3 separate regions of the Mus musculus genome follow, and regions 2 and 3 are each linked to region 1. The links are chromatin contacts, called in public HiChIP or PLAC-seq maps. All regions are on one chromosome and are shown on one strand. The core of a region is the stretch at or near the end of the contact, and the rest is flanking DNA. Distances in the headings are between cores, read along the strand shown. Region 1 holds the start of Anxa8 (annexin A8). Region 2 holds the start of Glud1 (glutamate dehydrogenase 1). Region 3 overlaps Shld2 (shieldin complex subunit 2).

Region 1 (3,643 bases), core at 673-3,172:
AACTTAGTCATTGAGGAGTGTCCCCCATACCATTCTGGGACCTGTATTTGTCAGCAGCTCCAGGGGTGGCTCAGATATCACCACATTGAGAAGCCTGTCTCTCTTCCCTTGCTAAGGTTCTATAGAAAGAGATCAGCGTTCTGGGTGCCAAGGATGGGACACTGCCTAGAGTGGAGATTAGGAGGCATCTATCCCAGCTTCCATGTCAGCCTCAGGCTTCTGATGGAGCTACCCTGAGGCCAGTGATTCCAGACCATCACACACCCAGGAAAAAGGCAATTCAGGCAATTTTGGATGCTATGTCTAGAACACCGTCTGTCATGGGCATGCAGGATCTGGCATACTTTTGTCTGATCTCTTCACCACAAAGGGGGAACCTGTTTTGAAGACAGGCACTCTCTGTCACTCTTTTGACCTCTCCAGTCCTGTATTTAATCCAACTTTGTACTCAGGGGACATTTGGTCCTCACTGGCAGCCTGGACAGATACAGAAGCCTTGCTGCCCTGAGTCTGCTCTCCCAAGGGTCAGAGATGCTGGATGACTGAGTGCATCCGGACCCAGGCTGCCCAGACCTAAACCCTTACTAGTGTGGCAGCTGTGGTACTGGAGTCTCCATTTCCACCCTTGTGTGTAAAGCCACCCATCCTACAGACTTGCTGTGAGGTTCCAGTGACAGTGGTGAGAGATGCCGACAGGAGTGTCCCCATCCATACAGAAGGTTCTGAGAGTACCAACCAATCCAATCAGGTCCCCAAGAGGATGGCCCCTGCCCCTGCCCTATGGAGTGCAGGGCCTAGAATCAGGCTATTTTGGCCAGCATCTGACTGCAGGAACTGCCCAACACTCAGAGCCCTGCTGTGTGCACCTGCACAAGGCGTATTGCCAGCAGCTGCTGTGAAGCTATGCACAGCCACTGCTCGGGCTGCTTTCTCCTGAGGGTCAGGATGATAGCTCATCTCTTCCTGCCTTCTAGTCTGTCCTATCTGTCCAGAGACGCCCCCCCCCCCTTCCCGGGGCATCTACACCTACAGCTTCTCTCTGGGTGGTGGCACAGCAACAAAGATTTTCCTGAAGCTGGGCCAACTTGGATCTTCTGCCTATAAGGAGCCCGGAGACTGTGCAGAGACTTTGGGCTTTCTCTAGTCTAAGCTGTCCGAGGGACCTGAGCAAGCTACCTGGTGTCCCAGAACCTCAGCTTTTCCCTCTTTGAGTGCCCCAGCTGGGACGAGGAAGGTGCATAGCACATGTAGCCGTGTGCCTGCCCATGAGGTGTTTCGGCTGTACATGTGGGTAGAGGTGGCTCCGTACTGTTTGGAAGTCGAGCTCCAACCCCTTAGCCTGTCATTCAAGTCCCTCGATGTTCCTTCCATCCGGGATCCTCTCCAGACCTAGATCCAACCCATCTGAACATTCAAATGCTCAAACAGGGCAATGTTTTCCAAAGTCAACTTCCTGGGCCCCCTAGCGCCTTTCACACACTGCTACTTCTGCAAGGAGCAGCCTGCTAGAGTCTCTCCAAGCACAAACTCACACATTGCACATATCCACAGAGGCACTAAAGTAGCTTTTCCCCTACAGAAGTCTCCCTCTGGACACTCGAATCCTTTAGCTTTCTCTTTGCAGTTAAAAATTAAAAAAAAAAATGTTCTTGTTTTATTTTTAACTGTCTTACCTTTCAAACCTTAACTTTTCTAAGCGTGGACAGGGTTTTTCTCCCAGTTTCCTCACCGGGACTTGGCCTCGCAGGTTCAGCTTTACTTTTTGTGTCCTCCACACTCCCAACAAGGACTAGGGACCCATCTCCCCAGACCATTTCAACTTACCCAGGCTTTCCACCAGGCCATCCTGTCTGCTGCTTTTCCCAGGGAGATGAAGAAACACTAGTTGGCCTCTGCTCAGTGACTGGACACAGCTACTCCCCGATAGTAGGTGTGGTTGTGTACACAGGTCCAGCCCCACCCAGCCCTCCCTCCCTCCACCTCAGGCTCCGCTTGGCTCTGGGCCCCTCCTGTGACTCCCAGACCCCACCCAGACACTGCCCGGGCCTGCCCTGAGAATGTTTGGGCTGTGGCTGTCACATAGCTTGGAAACTCTGAGGTAGCGTTTGAAAGTAAACATGGCTATAGCTTCTTGAGGTTGGCTAGACCTCAATCACAGAGAGAAGGGACCGGCAGCGCGCAGCCCTTCTGCTTACTGCCATCTTTGCATACTTAGCAGCACAATGAGTTCAGCAAAGGACACAGAAACAGCCACCCCTATTCCCTGGGGTGCACTGTGTCTAAATTCCTCTTTAACCATCTTGTAACGACGGATCCTTGGGTCATGATCACAGTCTTAGGAAGCAGGTATGAGTTCCTGTGCTAGAGGGAACCATTCGCAAGCACCTAGATTATTTGCTTAAATGACAGTTGTTGTGACAACAGAGTGACTGTGTACCAACTCTCATGGGGTGAGAGGCTGCTGCCTCCCATGGGGAGGGGCGGGGTAGGAGATGCTAGTTGCCAAGGGGCAGGAGTACTATTCCCAACTAGCTTCCAAGAAGCTCAATTTTGGGAATTTCCTACTTTTCTTCAACTCTCCCTCAGCACAACTCTTCTTATAGGATCCCTTAACTAAGCTAGCTCCTAGCTAGCTACCTTTCAGTGTGAGGCTGCTGCCTCTGGGAGCATCACCCAGTTCCAGGAAGGCTCCTAAAGCTCTCAGCCCTCATGATGACTTTTAAATCCAAGGAAACCTTGCAGAATGTTTCTTTTTCTTTCTGAAGGGTCAGGTTTTAATGTCCCAGTCTTCAGCCCCAGCCAGTCCTGACAGCCTTGCTTCATTAGGGCCTTCTGTACTGGCTGCCTCAGGCACCAATTCCATGTCCAGTCCAGTTTTAACTGGTCCATGTAGAGGCCTATAGCACAAGCCCAGAACAAGCTGGAAGCCAACACTGCCCTCATACCAGCAGCAGGACCTGCAAGCCACAGTTGCCTGGGTCCCCAGCAGTCTACACACGAGGCTCGACCCTACATTATGTACAGGCTACCCAGCATGAAGAAGCCATAGGCAGTTTCCCGGTCCATGTCACTCTGCATGATGCCAGGAGTCCATTTCAGAACCAGGAGAGAAAGCTGTCTCATATGCCCTGCAGAGGAGTCAAGCATCTCATGATCCAGCTCAGACCCCATTGTGGGGCCACCGAGGTTGCAGAACAGCCTTTTATGAATGGTCCCGTGATGTGAAATGTTCAAAGTTCCCACCCCTGACTCCAGTGTTCTTTGTTCTACAAACAGAGTTGTCATCTCTTTCTTGTGGCGTGGGCAGGGATGGGTAGGGATGGATCTGGGCTGGCAAGCAGAGAGGAGGAAGGTAGCCATGCCCTGGGAAGGCAGCTACTGAGCAGAGCTGCAGGGAACCTGGAGATCCATTGAGCAACAGTGCAGTGCAATGCAGCGAAAGGAAGACGGTCCCAGCTGCCTCAGCACAAAGTGATGGCGGACACATTCCAGGCCTTCGGAAGCTTGGATTCCCCTACATTTTTAGGTTGGTGGACACCCATGCTTGTTTATATCGAGATGTCCGTACAGGGACATGCATGTGAGTCTCTAGAGCCAGTGATTCTGGAACCGGAAGGGTCTAGCCCAAGTCAGGCAGTACAGG
Region 2 (3,643 bases), core at 578-3,077, 220 kb before region 1:
GGTAAATCATTAAACCTTTTGCCACAACCTTTGTTCCACCACTGGGAACACCATCACAGCCCCAGTTTTTCCAGTGCAGAAACATTTCTATAGTTTTTAGTCAGCTGGTAGTAAAAAGACTACTGGACAGAACCGAGGCAGACAAAGGTCTAGTCCTGCAATTCTCAACCTGTGGGTCCCCCGTAACCCCTGAAGGGGTTGCATATCAAATATCCTGCCTATTAGATATTTACATAACTACTCCTAACAGTAGCAAAATTACAGTTATGAAGTTGCAATGAAATGAATCACTGTTCTAGTCTAACCTCTGCTCACTTGCCAATTCAACCTCCATCAAGACTCCTACTCAATACATTAAGTTTAAGCAACAGAAAAAAGGTGGTTTTTCTTTTAATAGTCTTTTTTTTTTTTAAAGCACCTTTAACGCTGTATGATTGTGTACTGTAGTGGAGAGAAAATGAAAAACGTATTTTTCTTCCCTAAAAAAAGGCTGTAAGCCAATCTACACACATCCCAAAAGTTTAAACCACAGGATACCCTGGTAACTACCAAATCTAACTGATTCAACTCCCTAAGGACTCTACCTTTTGCCTAGGCTCAATTCTGGTACTAGCCAGGACAAGAACACACCCCCAGGGCTATTTCATTCTATTGGCTGGCAGGCAGTTCTGTAGTCTACACCCTTTAGATTTAATGTCAGGTCGCCCTGTTTGTCAGAGACCTTACTCTGCTCGATATTTTACATTTTCCAAGGGGAGAAAAGAGGCACAACACAAAAAGCCATCAGTGTAAAATTATAATAATTTAGAAGATTAGTAAGCTGCGCTGGTTAATCAAACTTTCAAGATTCCAACTCCAAAAAGAAGATAATTTTTCTCTGTTCTTGTATCGTCGGCTGCTGGCGTTAAGGGTTCACGGTCTATGACATGACAGGCACCGAGGCTAAAGAAAAGCTGTACAGTGTCCTCAGTGAAGTCAGCATCAACACAAGCAGAGGCTTGGGGTGAAGACTTGCCCAGTAAAAAGGCTGGCATATTACGTGGTAGTTTTAGGGCGGAAAAAAAAAATCAGTATCCTCTAAGGCTGCCACACCCGAGGCGGGGGAGCCCGAAGCGGGGCACGGCCTGCAGAACTGGGCTGGGCCGAGTAGCGGCCCGGGCTACGGGAGTCTGGAGGGGAGGGAGGACAGAAAGGGGCCGGAGGGCGCTCACCTCCCTTGCAGGGCGTGCGGTGCTGGCTGTGCTGGGCCCGGTAGCCTTCGATGACCTCCCAGGAGCCGTCGTCGCGCCGGATGGGGAAGGAGAGGCTCAACACATGGTTGCAGGGCTTGATGATCCTCAGGATGCCGCGCACCCGGTTCCGCTTCTGCTCCTCGCTCTCCCGGGTCTTCAGGTCTTCCACCAGCTTGTCCTCTACGATGCTGGCGCCGCGGTCGAAGAAGCCCTCCACCATCTTGAAGAAGTTGGGGTCGTCTTCGCGGTCGGCGGCCGCTTCGCTGTAGTGGCGCCGGGCGACCGGCGTGAGCCCGGGTTGCGGGGCGGCGGAGGGCTGTCCGCGGGCCCAGCCCAGCAGCGCGGCTGAGTCTGCAGCCGCAGAGCCCAGGGCAGCGGGCCCGGCGCGGGACAGCAGCAGCGCTTCGCCCAGACGGCGGTACATGGCGGCGGCGGCGGGCTGAGGCGAGTGCGGCGGGAGCTGTAAAGACCGGAGCTCGCAGGCCTGGACCGCGGGGAGGAAGGGCTGGGCGCGAGCTGCCCTTTTAAGCCGCGGCTTCCTGCTTGTCTGGCTGTCCCCTCCCCTGCGCCGCTTGTCGCCCCACCGGGAGGACGGACTTCGGCGGCCGCGCGCCGCCCAGGGCGCTGGGCCTCGCCTCCGCCGCGGCCTTGCCCGGCCTCCAGGCGGCGGCGCGTGCGGCTGCGGCGGCGGGGGGCGCGCCTTTGCAGATGGGCTTGGTGCGCATGCTCGCGGGCGGGGGCGGGGCTAGCGTGGACGCGCGCGGGCTGCGGCCCGGAGGCCTGGGCTCCTGAGAGCGGTCGGACGCGGCCGCGGCCCGGAAGGTCGGTCCCGTGTGCACGCGCGGCGGCCTGGGAGGTGGAAGCGGACTGCAGGGAGGCCTCGCTGGCTGGCCAGCAGCCCCGGCCGCATGAGTCACCAGGCCCCTCCTTTCCGCCTTGGGCCGGAACGGTGTGCGGATCCGCTGCGCGGCCGGCCGGAGAGTGACGCCGCGCCGAAGCCGAAGAGGCGCGGGGCAAATCCCGACTCATCCCGAATCCGACTGTTGAGGAACCGGGAAAGCAAGAAGCCTCAGGACAGGAGGGAGGCCCTGACCCCACAGGCCTTTACTTTGCACAAGGTTTTAATTTGTTGTAGGCAACTTCAGCGATTTTGAGGTAAAACAGTTATGCAAAGCATTGTTGACTCTTTCGCGTGCCACTTTATTTTACCTTTTTTTTTTTTTGAAAAGTCAGGGCCCCTGTAGCCCAGGCTTGCCCAGAACTCATGGGAACTTGCCTGCTTCTGCTCCCCCAGCCCACTCCCCTGAGTGCTAGGATTACAGGCTTGAGTCAGCACACCCGCACATAGTTGTAACTCCACCATTGACTGAGTGTGTGCCCCTCTTTTGGAATCACGTCCTAAAGTAAACTAGAAATATAATGTCTCAGTATATATATTTAATTTCTGCGACTCACTTTATGGATCAGGCTGGCCTTGTCTGAGTGCCTGAGTGCTTAGATTAAAGGAATGTGACATCCTGTGTGTGTGTGTGTGTGTATATACACACACACATATATATACACACATATATATACATATATATATACATACACATATTATTTAAATGGTCTAGGATCTGATTACTAAGTTATAATTTTCACAATGGTAGCCAGGCTTGAGTGCTACACTCTGGGAACCCCAGAACCTGAGAGGTGGGGGCAGGAGGATAGAGTTTGATTCCAGCCTGGGCAACATGAGATACTCATTTTTCTCAAACAAAGCTACAAGAAAATCCAGTTGAACACACACACACACACACACTAACATCCTTTAAGTCAAGCTACCTATCACGTGCCACATTACTAGTAAAATCACCCCAGAGTGCCTTGGCGATTTTGTAAACCCTTGGACTTTGTGACACTATTCATCTCTTACATGACTTTATTCATCTACTAAGCATGAAAGAGAAATTCTTAGTTCTTAAAATGTTTTGTACACGTGAAGTGACAACCTAGACCAGTTAAGTTGCATTCATTTATCTCAGCGAACTCTAAAGCAATATTGAGCTTTCCTTCCCAGTGACTTATATCTTATCTTATTTGCTGAGTGATAACCGTTAACTGTATTTATTATGTATTAATATTAATTACATCAATATAAACAGTGGTTGATATAATAAAATATAGTTATATTTGTAATAAACAATAAATGATAACCATTAATTATATTTGTATTGTGTTTTTTTAGCAAAAAAGATTCTCCGGCCTGCAGCATGATTTTGGCTTGATGTGAAAAGATTAAGGTACCAAATTTCCTTTTCACTTGATAATATTATCACTCTATGATTTTATATTACACAAAACAAAACATTCTACCTAGAACCTAAAGTTTCAAAAGAATAAGACTCCCAAATCCTGAGGTTTAAGCATTA
Region 3 (3,643 bases), core at 511-3,010, 170 kb before region 1:
GTTCATCTAGTGTTCATATTTTCTAGGCTTCACTATGTTCATGTGCTGTAAGTTCCACCCAAGTAGTTCTTCATATTCATGATTTTAATGGGTTGGGTTTGATTTCCTCTGGATAGAAAAGGGGGGTGCTTCAGTATTTCACTAGTGCTGGTATGATATCATTCCTATGCTGCATGTTGGGAAAAAGTAGTGGGGTTTGGGGTGGGAAAGGCAAGCTTAGCTGAAAGCAATGTGAATGTGGCTTCCTCCTCTTGCCCTAGACTAGGTGAAGCCTGGCTTGCTCATGCCTCAGAAGGCTAAGGTCTAGGGTCAGAAATTAAACTTGCGGGCTGGTGAGATGGCTCAGCGGGTAAGAGCACCCGACTGCTCTTTCGAAGGTCCAGAGTTCAAATCCCAGCAACCACATGGTGGCTCACAACCATCCCTAACGAGATCTGACTCCCTCTTCTGGAGTGTCTGAAGACAGCTACAGTGTACTTACATATAATAAATAAATAAAAAAAAAAGTAAAAAAAAAAAAAAAAAAGAAATTAAACTTGCTGTTTTATCGTTTTGAGCCTTTGGGTGGGTCTTTCAGCCTAACAACTTTAGTTGCCTGGTATGTGAGATGTGTGCATCATGTCTTGCTATGATTGGTTACTATTGCTACTATGTGTTTAACAAGTTAACCACAGTCTAAAGGAGTTTATGGTGTGACCAGATTTCATTTTGTTTTGTTTTTAGACGTTGTTCTTTATGAGGATCAGTGGATTGGTGAGACAGTACTCCAATCAACATTTACAAGTCAGTTACTAAATCTTGGAAGTTATTCATATGTCCAGCCTGAAAAATGTAAGACATATTTTGAATATGCTGAACTTAGGATGTTTTAATTTTTGACTTTTTGGCCTTAGGATAGTACAAAACCAGTATGAACATACTTTGGATTTTGATCTTTTCTGCATTTGTGATGCTCCCAGTGGCAGCGATCCATGGCTTGCAGTCAGCATCTGGTTATAAGGTGAATCACTGAGATGTCACACTGTGCTGTGTTGCTAAGTGGGGACAGATGGTAGGTTAGGTATATTTAACACATTTTTGTTGTATCTTTAGTTTTTTGTGGGGTTACTGTAATGTTACCTCATTGTAAATCCACTGTAAGTCTGCAGACAAATATGTTAGGAAAGATTTGAGTACAAAAAGTTTTTTTCTAAACAGCTATTTTCATTTGTAAGCTGAAACTGGAACTCATTTGTTTTATTTTATATTTTGCAATATTAGTATTGAAACCAGGGCCCCACCCAGTGCTATTTTTCAAAAATATTGAAAATAGAACTTAAAAGGATGGCTGTGGTAGGGCTACACAGGGGCTCCTAGCCCCCAGGTGGCAGCAGCAGTGTGCCTAGAAGAGAAAAGAGGGAGAAAAAAAAATGAACTTGTATATTATAAATCACATAAAGTATTGTTGCAGTAAATCTACTCCCAAATATGCCCCAGCATGAAAACAGGACACAGTTAATATGATTACATGCTGTGCGCCTACCACTACACTGCCATCTTGCACATCTTATGAGACCCCTAAGAACTTGCCGTTTCTCCAGGCTTCTGCTCCGCTTTTCTTCAGCTTCCTCCTCCTCTGTGTCATCTCCCTCTTCCATTTTCTCCTTCCTTTTCCTCCCTTCTGCTCCACCTTCCCTTTTATCTGCCCAGTCATCAGCTCTCCTTTATTTTACAAATTAAGGTGGGAAGCAGGTTTACAGGAAATCACCTGAGTGCTGACTCATTCCTTGTTCTCAGTCCCTCACTGGAGAACGGAATTAACACCAAATATAATTAGCCCCACAACACACTGGCTGAAGGACATTTGAGTTATTTCTCTTTTGAGGTTTTTAAGAGTATAGATTTAAAAAAATTTTTATTAGATATTTTCTTCATTTACATTTGAAATGCTATCCTGAAAGTCCCCTCTACATTCCCCCCACCCTGCTCCCCAACCCACCCACTCCCTCTTTCTGGCCCTGGCATTCCCCTGTACTGGGGCAAGAGTATAGATTTTTGTGTGAACATAAATGTTCAGATCTTTGGCACAGATTTCTAGGGTGCATTCCAAATACATAAATTGTTTTATAAGAAATTACCAGCCGGGGCATGGTGGTGCACACCTTTAATCCCAGCACTCTGGAGGCAGAGGCAGATGGACCTCTGATTTGGATGCCATCCTGGTCTACAGAGCAAGTTTCAGGATAGCCAGGCTACACAGAGCAACCATATCTCAGTACAAACAAACAAACCAACAAACCAACCACACACACACACACCACCACCACCACCACCACCACCACCACCACCACCACCACCACCACCACCAAAAAGAAATGACTAAGCTGTTTTCCATCTGGCTATACTATTTTAAAGACTTTGCATAGGCTGGAGTGTAGCAGCTGATAGAGGACCTGCCTACTCTATGCAAGGCTTTGTGTTTGATCTTTAGCACCTCAAAATACACAAATAAGTAACTGAATAAATAAATAAACCATGTGGAGTATCACATGCTTGAAATCATAGCTACTTGGGAAGCTGATATAGAATATTATAGAGGCCAGCTTAGGCAATGACACTTAACAAAAATTGGAGACGCTGGGTTGGTCCCTAACACTTCAAAGTAAGTAAAAGAAATAGACCTTCTTAGTAGGAATACATTACAGCTTTAATGGCATATTTTAGAATACCTGTAAGAAAAATTGTGTGAGGTGTCTGTTCCACAGTAGAGTGGCTGTAATAAAGCTAGAGTTAAGTATTTGAAATGTTTTCACCATAAAGAAACAAAAATTTATATGGAGAGAGATGTATCTAACTTGTTTTAAAGGTTTTATGATATATTTATTTTTTGAAGCATTACATGGCATCACATTAATTTCTATAATTTTTATGTTTATCAAAAATAGATTTTAGTAAATGAATACAATCAAGCTGTGCTGTGGCAGTACACTGGCTTATAGCATGTGCATCACCATGGATTTGATGCTCGACACCACAGAAATAAGTAATATAGGACTCATACCAACAATACCTTTCACTCACTTTTACTGTCATCCTAGTTTTAAAAAGCTCAGTCCATTCTAAGAGATGTTCTGAGTAATAAATTCTAAGAAACTCCCTGAGAAGTCATTTCCCTAATGGCACAAGACAATTCTAATATACAAAATGTAATTAAAGAGACAGAAGTTCTAATTGGTGTCCTTAGTAGCTTAGGTCTGTATGTAAACAAGGTCACGTAGAGCATGCTGTATCTTCAGACACATTAATTCTTCCCTGCTTACTCTTACCAAGCATCCTTGGTTCTTTCCTCTGGCTTATTGGTGCATGGCTCTTTTTCTTCACTCCAAACAATTCCCTCAAGTATCTTTTGTAGAGCTGCCTCAGTGCTCATTAATTCCTTTTAGCCTGCCTTTATTATGGGAAGTTTTTCTTCCTTCTTCCATTACAACATATATCTGTGCAAATAGAAATGCATCATTTTCTTTTAAAGTTTTTTTTTTTTGAAGTTTTTGTTGAGAAATCTGCAATTATTTCAATGGGCTCATCTTTATATGTGACTTGGTACTTTTTTCTTGCTGCTTTCAATATATTTATGTTGTTCCATATATCAGTAATTTAATTATAA

Evidence for each region. HiChIP or PLAC-seq counts read pairs in DNA pulled down with a chosen protein or histone mark.
Region 2: an H3K27ac HiChIP or PLAC-seq map of epiblast stem cells shows a contact between it and region 1, with 3 times the contacts expected there. The contact joins the promoter of Glud1 here to the promoter of Anxa8 in region 1. A contact is called at or near these places in 6 of 39 promoter capture datasets (the 3T3-L1 cell line, 3T3-L1-derived adipocytes, cranial neural crest and 2 more), 1 of 484 Hi-C or Micro-C datasets (cerebellar granule neurons), 7 of 115 datasets of contacts at active chromatin or transcription factors (VIP interneurons, embryonic stem cells, epiblast stem cells and 3 more) and 1 of 9 other capture datasets (pancreatic islet).
Region 3: an H3K27ac HiChIP or PLAC-seq map of embryonic stem cells shows a contact between it and region 1, with 5 read pairs. The contact joins the enhancer-like site here to the promoter of Anxa8 in region 1. A contact is called at or near these places in 3 of 39 promoter capture datasets (frontonasal cranial neural crest, hippocampal neurons and neural stem cells), 2 of 115 datasets of contacts at active chromatin or transcription factors (both in embryonic stem cells) and 4 of 9 other capture datasets (adipose tissue, embryonic stem cells, liver and 1 more).

The regions. Positions count from the first base shown.
Region 1 is chr14:34,084,258-34,087,900 of GRCm38.p6, reverse strand. Anxa8 (annexin A8) reads right to left here and starts at 1,922. Exons shown (of 12, transcript NM_013473.4): 1 at 1,825-1,922. The coding sequence starts at 1,845. All of the region lies in intron 1 of A630023A22Rik (RIKEN cDNA A630023A22 gene), which reads left to right.
Region 2 is chr14:34,308,911-34,312,553 of GRCm38.p6, reverse strand. It overlaps Glud1 (glutamate dehydrogenase 1), which reads right to left and starts at 1,827. Exons shown (of 13, transcript NM_008133.4): 1 at 1,212-1,827. The coding sequence starts at 1,656. Shld2 (shieldin complex subunit 2) reads left to right here and starts at 2,037. Exons shown (of 10, transcript NM_001360074.1): 1 at 2,037-2,387; 2 at 3,460-3,514.
Region 3 is chr14:34,256,813-34,260,455 of GRCm38.p6, reverse strand. It overlaps Shld2 (shieldin complex subunit 2), which reads left to right. Exons shown (of 10, transcript NM_001360074.1): 4 at 724-831. It also overlaps the pseudogene Gm18813. Among named protein-coding and RNA genes, the nearest start is that of Syt15, 39 kb to the right of the region's middle. Within about 2 kb of position 1,760, at least 7 of the 459 cell types and tissues checked have an H3K27ac peak or open chromatin away from gene starts, as enhancers often do. A contact at or near this core is called in embryonic stem cells, where this site is marked.